Regions from separate parts of the Mus musculus genome. Here region 1 is linked to region 2. Evidence: chromatin contacts called from public ChIA-PET data. All regions are on one chromosome and are shown on one strand. Each heading gives the region's core, a stretch centred on a gene start, on an enhancer-like site or on the middle of the called end of the contact. The rest is flanking DNA. Distances are from core to core; before and after follow the strand shown.

Region 1 (5,805 bases), core at 2,710-5,209, 210 kb after region 2:
ATAAGAAAAAGCGCCAATAACTACCGAATGCTATACATCTCTGGGTGCTGTTTCTTGTTAGCACCATTACTTAATGTTAATCCTCATTAATGTGCATATCTGAGTTTGGGTCTGCCCTCAGAGGCCAGAAGAGGGCTTTGGATGTCCTGGAGTGGGTGGGAGTCAGAGGCAGTTGTGAGCTTTTTCTTTTAGTCCCCTTTCTCCAAGCCCCTAGGTCCCCACCTCTGTCTGGTGTCTGGTGTCTGGTGTTCTAAGGGAAGCCATATAACTTCAAAGCCTCCCGAGGCCGACTCATTTCCCCTGGGACCCATGTGTATTTTGCCGGGGTGCCACAGACCTTATTCTCTGCAAGTTTCGGCAATGAGGCTTATAAACTTAAGTACCTCGAGTCACCCTGGCTTCTCATTTTGTAAATTCCATGGAGACCCCTTGAGAAGCAACAAAGCTTCTTGCCGGTTTTCCTTGAAAACTATCGGCCATGCTCTTCACAAGCCACTAACCGCAAATAAGCATTGGGGAACTTCAGCTGCCAGGGGGAAGGTTTAAATGAACACGTAGCCGACCACGTTATTGACATGCCTGACTCCCCGTCCACATCTCTTTCCGAAGCACAATTTAGAGGCAACATCCCATTATTCCCTTTAACGAAAGTTTCAGCTGCGAGGGATAGCTGTACTAGAACTGGGTCATCGGTCTGCTGTACTAGAACTGGGTCACCTCTGCCCACACCGTGGTCCAGGCGTTTCCTGGTAACCACACTCAAGCCAGGTAGTTTCCTCAGTGGCCGCATTCTTCTGGCCACACGGGGGCGCCAGAGGCTGCCAGGAACCATGATCTAGACTAAGGTTTCTCACTCGGCAGCTGGGAAAGCTTTGCTGCTTCGGAGGTCTGTGAGGATAATTCTGCCCTCTGCGGAGGAAGCTTTCTGAAGGAGAAAGTGAGGCCGAGAGATTGATAACAGAGATCAAGAATTCCAGTCCCGATCACATTTGGGTGCCCGGACGCTGGAACTGCCTTCTCTTTCTTTTTGCCCCTCGGCTATATGAACTGGAATCTGTTAGGATTCTTCTGACAATGGGGCCGAAACCCCCTCCCAGAGCCCCAGAGGTCTCCCCTCTGACCAGACAACAAGCACACAAAATAATTGAGACTATCCTCCATTTCTGAGCTTGCTGAGGAAGCAAACTAGCTAAAGAGGGGTGTCTGGCTTTGCTGTTTTATTAGCACGAGTTTGAAGATTCTTCCTTACTTCATAGCTTCCTGCCACCACAGACTGAGTGATAGCACCATGTCTTCCCTGCTGTGTAAGGGACTATAAGCCTCTGAACCTGGAAGCTAAAGCGAACCACCTTTCTTCCTCCCTTGAAAGTTTCTGTCGGGTAACCTTTGGTCACAGTAACCAAAAGCAACGAAAACAGTGGGTTTAGATATTCACCACGGTTCTTTGAGTTTCCCAAGCTCCCTGCTTGGACACTGCTACCCAAAGCAGAACTGGGCTGATGGAGGTCAGGAAAGATCCGTGCCAGTGTAGAGTGATACCAGCTGCCACAGGCTTCATGGTTGTGGGGCAGCCGGCAGTGGATGCAGACTGAGCTGTGCCATTCCCACCGCCCTGGGCCATGCAAAAAACGATTTCCGGCTTGCACGATGCTTTCCCGAGGCCTGCACTACTGACCTTGTTCCAGATGAGGACAGGGGTTGGGATCCCGATGACCTCACAGCTCAAGAACACCTTGGCACCAGTGACGTTCCAGATGTCCTTGGGGGGCGTCACTATGGAAGGACCTACAAGAGAAGCCAGAAAGCCAAGTCCATCTTTTTAGCTGCCCATCACCAGTCAGGATCTTACAAGGCAAATCCTTGTTTATGAGCCTCTCTCCTCTGTGGATTATCTGACGTGCATCTCAAAGGCCAGACAGACAGGCCTCTTCCTGTCGCCAGCGTGATACTGCAATCTTTCTAAGGAAGGCAAGGGCTGATATAAGCAAACCAGCAAACACAACAACAAATGCAATTAGTAGGAAAAAAGGTCTGTTTATCTAACAAAAATCTAGCAAAATTGCCTTCTTTTCCCCAGCCGAGCTTAAATGAGGTTTATTTCGCCAGCTGTTTTGCATTAGCTGGGATTTCTTTCTTTCTTTTTTTCTTTTTTTCCATTAACGCCAAGAAATTTCAGTTCTGAAATGCTGAATGTTTCACTTCCTTTGTGGACCGGCATCTTCACTTGGAGGTCAGTGCTAACAACCATTCCTTGTATAACAAAAGAAAAAAAAAATCTAAGAAGTTATTTTCAAGTGTGCTGAGAGCACTCAGGCAGGCTTGCTGGGGTAAGATTCAAGTGGGCTGTCCTGGGGATCGGCTGGTGGCACAGAAGGGGCCTGGCTGTCACCGAAGGTGGGGACAGGGTCTTTCTGCTAGTGGAGAAGGCAAATGCTCAAAGCAGTGGCTGCCTTCTGTTGGGACCAAGCCCCCAAAGAAAGGGCAGGAGGGGGCTAGTTTCAGGGTCCTCGGTGGCTGGGTTCCCAGCAGTGAGCATTGGTTAAAGGGACTGTGAGCAGATCTGAGGAAGCCAAGAGAGGCCAGAAGATACCTCCCCATTCTTGGTGTTCTGGAACCCAGTAATTTCCCTTCCTCCTGTGAGTAAAAATGCTATTATTACTCAGATCCACCCGTAGTGGGCATCCCTTTTGCTGTAAGCTTCTTTGGCTCTCTGTTCCTGGAGTTGGTAAACCATGGACTGTGACCCAAATTTGCCTTCCTAGTTATGTCTGTATGGCCTCCAAAGATCAGTCAGTTCAAATGTTTGGGGAAAATTAAGAGAATACTATTATTTTGTGGCATGTGAGAACTAGAAGATATTCTCATTTACTGTCCATAAATGTCAGTGGAACAGCTTCATTCACGCGTTCACAGAGTGTCTCTGTCACCCTGGTGGGACCACGTGGTTTGTATTCCAGACTGTGTGACCTAAATATTGTAGATCTGGGCCTTCACAGAAGGAAATGGCTGATTCCAGCTTTAATCCACAGAAGAAAGAGACTAATGTGTAAGCAAGGACCAGGAGAAAGACTCAGAACTACAAGCCTGCTCAGTTTCTCTTGAGCCCGGATGAGCAAAGTCAGCAGGTGATTTCTGCTTTGGCCCTGAAACTCCCACTTCTCACATCAACAGATATGGAAAGAGTCATGGCCCTGTTTGCACTGCAGCATCGACCAACATTGCCTGGATGTTAATTACCTTTCATTAATTAAGTTGCTCTAAAATACTAATTTTAAAAATTACATTTATTTCCTCTTTTTTTGTAGTTCTTTTTTTTCCTTTTTCTTTTTTATTGGATATTTTATTTATCTATATTTCAAATGTTATCCCCTTTCCTGGTTACCCCTCTGGGAACCCCCTAGCTCTCCCACCCACCCACTCACCTACCCATCCCGGCCCAGGCATTCCCCTACACTGGGGCATCTAGCCTTCCCAGGACCAAGGGCCTCTTCTCCCACTGATGTCTGACAAGGCCATCCTCTGCTACATATGCGGCTGGAGTCAGTACACGTGCTCATACAGGTAGAGATGGATTTTGAGTATCATTCTCTATTGCTCTCCACCTTTTTTTTGAGAGAGGTTCTCTTGGTGAACTGGAAGCTCACTTGTTTGCCCTTGATCTCCGAGGCGCTGAGACCGGCTGGTGTTACGCCAACAGCTGCATTCCATCACACCGGCTTGTATGTGGGTGGCAGAGGTCTCAACTCAACTCAATTAACCACGGAGCCATCTCTCCAGCCCACACACCCCTCTTTTTTAGTGGAGCAATTACTATTTTCCATCTACTAATTTGGAATGCCAGGTTTCAGCCCCCTGGGCCCTCCAGAGAGACTTGGGACAGTGTACCTCGGAGGGGAGATAGACCTGGGAGCCTGGGTTCCCACAGAGAGACTGAGCAGCTGAAGAGCTAGACTCCGCCCTCCGGGGGTGCTTTGCCCTAGACTCCGCCCTCCGGGGTGCTTTGCCCTAGACTCCGCCCTCCGGGATGCTTTGCCCCGATTCTGGAATGAGTAAGTTAATTATTCCCTCTGTCTGGGGTCTTCAAGCCTAGTTAAATATCCAACCACAGGGTCATCTTGTACCGGGGGCCTGGGAAAGGCCCAACCTTCCCCTCTTGGCCTGGAAAACTTTCTTGCACAATCCGTATTCACAGGCCACGGAGTCTTCCCCTCCCAACATCTATTTTCAGTGCGTACTAACGTCTGGAGACGGCAAGGAAATGACCCCACTATGCAACGTTCTCCCACTCATCTCAAGGATTAGAGAAGCTTTTAAAACAAATCTCTTGGGGCGGTTTTATTTATTTTTTTCTCCCTTTGTAAGAATACACAAAACAATCAGTTTCGAAAGCTCTAAATATATTTTATGTTTCCTTCTCTGTGGATCGTGGGTCCCAGAAGGAAGCACACACCGTGACTTGGAGTACTGGCTATTTTTTTTTTGCAAAGCTGGACACGGGGAAGCAGAGCGAGGCTGTGTTTATATGTATGTTTCTGGCCTTGTCTCCGACATTTCCTAGTTTGAACGCCCTGATATAGAATGCGGGGCTCGCCCTCTCCCTAGCTTCCTCTTGGCTGCTGAGACCCCAAGGCTTTGACGTCACACAACCGGATCTGGCTGGCCTTTGAACTCCTTTCTCCCACCCCTGTGAGGGCCCCCCACTGCTCTGTCCTTCCCAACAAGGGCTGGGGCAGCCTGACTCAGACCCCAAGGGATTTCAAGAGGTTGTTCTGGGAAGAATATACCAGTATGCCAAAGCTCTGAAGAGCTCGGCTGCGGGGCAGGGTGGAGCAAGGGGGGTCTGGGGAAAAGCTGCTGCTCTCGTAGCAAAGGAGTAAAGCTTCATGGGAATGGTTCAATTGTGAGGATCTGAGTGTCCCCTATGCAACCTGCATTCGTCTTCCCAGACGCACCCGCCTTCATCAGGAGCAGGAACAGTCCTTGCCTGGTACTGCTTCGGGGGTCTAGGAGCAGGCCACAGACCTCCTTCAGCCTTCTTCAAGCAGTTAGGGTTAGTCCTGTTTTACTGAGACATGATCTCCCTTAGTAGTCCAGTTTGGTCTGGAACTCATGATCATGATCCTCCTGCCTCAGCCTTTCCAGTGTTATTAATACAAGTAGAAGTTCTATGCTTGAGCTTTTTAATACGATTCACTGTAGCGAGTAGTTTTTTTTTTTTACCCCCCCCCCCCCCCCCCGCCCCAAAGAGTCTCATTATGTAGCCCTGGCTGTCCTGGAACTCATTTTGTAGACCACACTGGCCTTGCATCATAGAGATCCACCTGCCTCTGTCTCATGAGTGTTGGGATTAAAGGCGTGCCCTAGGCTTTACATTTTTTGAGCCCGGTTATTAAACTTTGATGCAATGCTCTAAAGGGCCCTGTTCTCTTCCTCAATCTTTATGTTCAACTCCTCTCCAAGTAGGTTTTTGTTTAATCTTGAATTAATTTTTGCCTCTATTATGATGTACAGGCCATCTCCCCAAAGGCCATCTATTGCTTCAGTAGATTTTGAGAGGGCCGTATTTCTCCTACTGAATCATTAATAATACCTTCTGGTCTGTCCCTCAGCCGAATGTGTGGGTCTGCATCTGGGCTCTGTTCTGATCCACCAGTCTGTCTGTCCATGTACTTGTATCAGTAGTACACTCCAGGAACCCATTATGCTAAGATTCGAGTACTAAAGGCAGGGCAGGTTTATGATAATGGGTCTCTCTCGGGGTTTCTTGCTATTCCAAGAAAAGAGACTTTCTGGAGAAGTAAGAGT
Region 2 (5,643 bases), core at 2,050-4,549:
ATCAGTGTGTTAACAATTGCTCTTTCTACCTTATTCACGTTGGCAGCCTTATCTGAGCATACGCTGGTAGACTTGTTTCTGTGAACTTAGAGAACTGCACAGGATTAAGGCTCCTTTTCATGCCCAAGTTTCTGCCTCATGTCTAAGAAGTGTCCCACCCTCGAGGTGACTGACATCGAGAAATCTTACTGACTTGAGAGTAACACAAAGAGAGAGGTGACCACACCCTTTGTGGGACATCAATACCCTATTTTTGTCAAAGGAGTTTCAAATGCCGCAAGAGGCACAGGTGGTGCCTCTGTGGGTCAGATGTGTGTGTGTGGGGTGGGGGGGTTCATGCCTATAATCCCAGCTCCTGAAAGCCACAGTAGGAGGATTAAGAATTTAAATTGGGCTATAATCTCTCAAAAATTCTGTACCTCTAATTATTTGTGAAGAAGCAACATCCTTTTTTACATATTTATCCTATTTTATTTCCATTTTTTGTGGCTTCCATTTCTGCCTTTCATTGGTTTCTCATTTGGAGTCTGTGTCTTTCTTTGTGTCCATTTTTTTCTGATGTTACGTTTGCTAAATTTTACCTTGTATCTGCTGAATATTTTCTACAATTCATTGCTTTTTTTTTTTAATTTGGCTTTGTTTTCATTATCGGCTTGTGGATCACAACCATGTTAGTAAAGGTGACTAGGTGAATGAGGACCGTATGTTTTACTGAGATCTTGTCCCCATTGCCACTCAGTTTCCTTTCCTTGAGGAGTTTACAGAGAGAGCTGGAGACGGACACTGTCACCTTGAGATCATCATCATCATGGCAAAGCATCTTTACCCCTATTTGAAAGTCCACTTGGGACATGGCTGCAGGCTCTTTATCCCAGCCCTAGAGTCAGGTTCACTGTCCAACTCCCCTGACCATAGAGATGGTTCTAACCGCACAGCAGACTTCTGACTGAAGCTCTGGGCTGTGGGCAACTCTGGGGCTCATCCAAGCTGTCTCTGTTCATGTTGACCACACATCATTTTCCTTCAACTCTCCTGTACAAGGCTGAGCCTTGGGGTCTCTGGAGGCCTAAGTATAATGTGTTAGAATAGTGGCTCGAGTCTGAACATAGAATACCAGGCCAAAACAGTTCCACGTGTAAGATGTTTATTAGGAGAGAGAGGGGCAAGGAAGGTGATGGTGGGAAGAGATGGGGGAAGAGACAGAAAAGGAAGGGTATTCCCCTTATATATATATATATGGATAATGATGTAACACAGGTAAAGGTGGGAGGTGAGCCAAGTCGATTCTGAGAATATGGTGGCTGATGTCTTGGCAACAGGTCTGCAGCTCCCGCCTATGTGATGTCACAGGTTTCACTGGTCCTGGTGCCAACAAAGTAGACTTCTCCCATTCTGCATTTGTCTTCCAAGGAGGCGATAGGACCTTCAGGAGAAGAATGTTTGTGGGGGAGGTGTTAGTGGGAGTGAGAAGTGAGGAGACCCTCATGCACAACAGCTGCCATGGACAGAGAGTTACTGAACTAAGTATACCTGCCACAGGGGCCTCTGTCTCCTCCTTGGGTAGCTCTGGGGCTGGTGGTCCCTCACAGCTATCCTGAGTGGAGACAAGGGGGTAAGCCTCTGCTCTTTCAAATTGAACATCTACTGGCTATCTCCAGGAAAGGGAGACAGTCTTGGTGGAGGCTCCCGATAACAGATATGTGAGTGAAACTCTTCAGCAGGGGACACCAGCAGAAGTTGGAGGGAATGACTAAGGACTGAACAGCGTCCAGTGCACTCAGCAGTGTGGCCTACTCACCTCTGCCTTGTGCCCTAGTGGCCTTGAATATGCTTTTTACTCCTCTGACCACTGATTCTGTATCCAGGCTGGGAGATTTGCCTGGCTTTTATTCTCTCTCCTAATTCATTGTGTTTGTCCCTGGGCCAGGAATCAGTAGGCTAGTAAGCCTTCTTTGTCATCCTGATTCTGCAGTGTCATCCTGTTCCAGAGACAATGAAACAAAATGCCTTGCTGCCTAAAAGAGGGACAGAGGGGCAGCAGGGAGCTCCAGAACAAAGCCTCCACACATTACCCTCTGTGGAAGCCACGGGCAGTGGAGAACGTCCACATGATGCCAACCACCCAAGGGGATGTTCACTGACACTTCCTGCCTGGTGAGAACATGGGGAAGACAGAATAATTCTCAAAAGAGCTCCAAACCACACATTGCTGAGGGGGAAACATTTAGAATTGTCAGAAAGTGAAGTCAGAAGAGAAAGGTGAACTCTTTATACTCAGCAAAAGGGAGTGTGGACCTCATGAATAGAATTTGGTCTCCTTTCTTGCTATGTAAGAACAAAGTATTTATTTGTCCCCCCCCCCTTTTTTTTTTGCACTTCTGTACTATCTACCGTGTAAAGGGTTAGATGTCCCACCCATATGCAACAGGCCTTTAGCAGACATAGAATCTGATGTATTTTTATAATCATAGCTGTATGATTATAAAAATTATTTTACTTGTAAATTATCAAGTCATGAGTCTTAAGAACTCAAATAAACTAAGAGAAGTCCTGGCTCCAAATAAGGTCTTGGTATAATTTTCTGGCAGACATGAGTTTGGGGGACATGATGGTTTGAATGACAATGGCTCCCACAGGCTTGTATATTTGAATATTTCGTCCCTAGTTGGTAGAACTGTTTGAGAAGGGTTAAGAGGTGTGGCTTTATTAGAAGAGGTGTGTTACAGAGGTTTCAAAAGACTCACGCTATTCCCAGTTGCTTTCAATCTGCCTCATCGTTGTAGAGCAAGATGTGAGCTCTCGGCTGTTTCTTGACCCTGCCATCATAGATTCTAATCCTCTAAAGTCATAAGCCAAAGTAAACACTTCATTTTATAAGTTGCCTTGGTCGTTGTGTTTTATCGCAGCAATAGAAAAGGAGACAAGACAAGGGAGATACTGTTCAACTATGTACCACCCCTTTATCTGTATAATCAGTGGATCCAAGTCCAATTTTCATTTGTTTTTATTAGTTTGTTTGACCAGCAATGCAATGAGAGGTGAACCAGCAAGGGAGCTGGTGGTATAAACAAAGAAGTGTTGGCGTTTCATTGGTGTGTTAGTGACCTTGCTCAAGGCTGTGACAAAACATCGAAGCAAGCAAGAGTAAGTTAAGAGGAAAGCTTTACTTTGGATCACAGCCAGAGGGGATAGCCCACCCCAGAGAGGAAAACAAATCAAGGGGCAGCTGAGCATGAGCAGCTGGGCCTCCTCGCTTCTTCATATCTTAGTGGAGCAGGAAACAGAGAGAGGAGGCAGGAAGTAGGGTTAGGCTATAAAACCTCCAAGTCTTTCTCTAGTGACACATTTCCTCTAGTGAGGCCTCACTTTCTAGAGATTCCAGAACCTTTCATAAACAGCAGCAGCAGTTGGGGACCAGGTACAGAAATGCTTGAGCCCGTGGGAAGATCTCACATTGAAATGACTGTAGTCGGGAAGAAAGTACAGACAGAAGCTGAAGTGCTGGGGTGGAGCCCAGGGTTTCATACGTGCCAGGCAAGCACTTTACCAACCAAGCTAAATTTCCAGTCCTCAACAGAGATAAAAGCAATGAGAATAAATCTCAATAGGAGAGCTTCAGGAAGGAGAAAAACAACTGGACTTCTGGTCTCCTAGAGCTCTTGATTTATTCTGTTTATACAGACTCGGCCCTGCACTGTTTATAGAATATATAGAATATAGAATAGAATATATTTATGTATTTGCCCATCTACTTTCTCATTCAATGCATACACAGTAATGGATAATCACTGGAATTAAAGATAAGTCTCAGCCCATCATGGTGACTTGTGTCTACCATGACGATACTCAAATACTCAAGAGGTTGAGGCAGAAGGACTGCCACAAGTTCAAAGCTTGTGCTGTAAGATCAAGAATCAACAAATGGGACCTCATAAAATTGCAAAGCTTCTGAAGGGCAAAAGATACTGTCAATAAGACAAAAAGGCCACCAACAGATTGGGAAAGAATTTTTACCAGTCCTAAATCTGATAGGGGACTAATATCCAATATATACAAAGAGCTCAAGAAGCTGAACTCCAGAAATTCAAATAACCCCATTAAAAATGGGGTACAGAGCTAAACAAAGAATTCTCAACCGAGGAATGCAGAAGGGCTGAGAAGCACTTGAAAAAATGTTCAACATCCTTAATCATCAGGGAAATGCAAACCAAAACAACCCTGAGATTCCACCTCACACCAGTCAGAATGGCTAGGATCAAAAATTCAGGTGACAGCAGATGCTGGAGAGGATGTAGAGAAAGAGGAACACTCCTCCATTGCTGGTGGGATTGCAAGCTTGTACAATCAGTCTGGCGGTTCCTCAGAAAACTGGACATAGTACTACCAGTAGATCCAGCAATACCTCTCCTGGGCATATACCCAGAAGATGTTCTAACTGGTAATAAGGACACATGCTCCTCTATGTTCATAGCAGCCCTATTTATAATAGCCAGAAGCTGGAAAGAACCCAGATGTCCCTCAGCAGAGGAATAGATACAGAAAATGTGGTACATTTACACAATGGAGTACTATTCAGCTATTAAAAACAATGAATTTATGAAATTCTTGGGCAAATGGATGTATCTGGAGGATATCATCCTGAGTGAGGTAACCCAATCACAAAAGAAATCACTTTATATGCACTCACTGATAAGTGGATATTAGCCCAGAAACCTAGAATACCCAAGATACAACTTCTAAAACACAAGAAAATCAAGAAGGAAGACCAACTCTTGGATACTTCATTCCTCCCTAGAATATGGAATAAAATATCTATGGAAGGAGTTGCAGAGACAAAGCTTGGAGCTAAGACAAAAGGATGGACCATCCAGAGACTGCCCCACGGGGGTCCATCCCATAATCAGCCACCAAATGCAGACACTATTGCATATGCCAGCAAAATTTTGCTGAAAGGACCCTGATGTAGCTGTCTCCTGTGAGGCTATGCCAGTGCCTGGCAAATACAGAAGTGGATGCTCACAGTCAGCTATTGGATGGATCACAGGGCCCCCAATGGAGGAGCTAGAGAAAGTACCCAAGAGCTGAAGGGGTCTGCAACTCTATAGGTGGAACAACAATATGAATTCATCAGTACCCCCCAGAACTCGTGTCTCTAGCTGCATATGTAACAGAAGATGGCCTAGTTGGCCTTCATTGGGAAGAGAGGCCCCTTGGTCTAGCAAACTTTATATACTCCAGTACAGGGGAAAGCCAGGGCCAAGAAGTGGGAGTGAGTGGGTAGGGGAGCAGGGTAGGGGGAGGGTATAGGGGACTTTTGGGATAGCATTGGGATAGCTGCTCCTCTAACTTCTTGACTGGGGTCACTGTCATCGCATATCCCTTAAGGGCTCATGTTCTTCACAGCATATGTCTTGTCCCCCTAAGTGATTTCAGGCTTAGTGAACCCTTTGTCACCACCAATGATATTAAATACCCATGTAGCTGGGCGTGGTGGCACACGCATTTAATCCCAGCACTCGGGAGGCAGAGGCAGGCGGATTTCTGAGTTCGAGGCCAGCCTGGTCTACAAGGTGAGTTCCAGGACAGCCAGGGCTATACAGAGAAACCCTGTCTCGAAAAACCAAAAAAAAAGAAGAAGAAGAA

Evidence for each region. ChIA-PET counts read pairs in DNA pulled down with a chosen protein or histone mark.
Region 1: a contact with region 2 is called in an RNA polymerase II ChIA-PET map of memory CD8 T cells, with 5 read pairs. The contact joins two enhancer-like sites. A contact is called at or near these places in 1 of 115 datasets of contacts at active chromatin or transcription factors (memory CD8 T cells) and 1 of 9 other capture datasets (pancreatic islet).

The regions. Positions count from the first base shown.
Region 1 is chr5:77,353,887-77,359,691 of GRCm38.p6, forward strand. Igfbp7 (insulin-like growth factor binding protein 7) reads right to left here. Exons shown (of 5, transcript NM_008048.3): 2 at 1,676-1,785. Among named protein-coding and RNA genes, the nearest start is that of Gm34648, 30 kb to the right of the region's middle. Within about 2 kb of position 3,960, at least 180 of the 459 cell types and tissues checked have an H3K27ac peak or open chromatin away from gene starts, as enhancers often do. A contact at or near this core is called in memory CD8 T cells, where this site is marked.
Region 2 is chr5:77,144,957-77,150,599 of GRCm38.p6, forward strand. Gm34598 (a long non-coding RNA gene) reads right to left here. Exons shown (of 3, transcript XR_880411.1): 3 at 1,141-1,423. Among named protein-coding and RNA genes, the nearest start is that of Chaer1, 7.5 kb to the left of the region's middle. Within about 2 kb of position 3,300, at least 41 of the 459 cell types and tissues checked have an H3K27ac peak or open chromatin away from gene starts, as enhancers often do. A contact at or near this core is called in memory CD8 T cells, where this site is marked.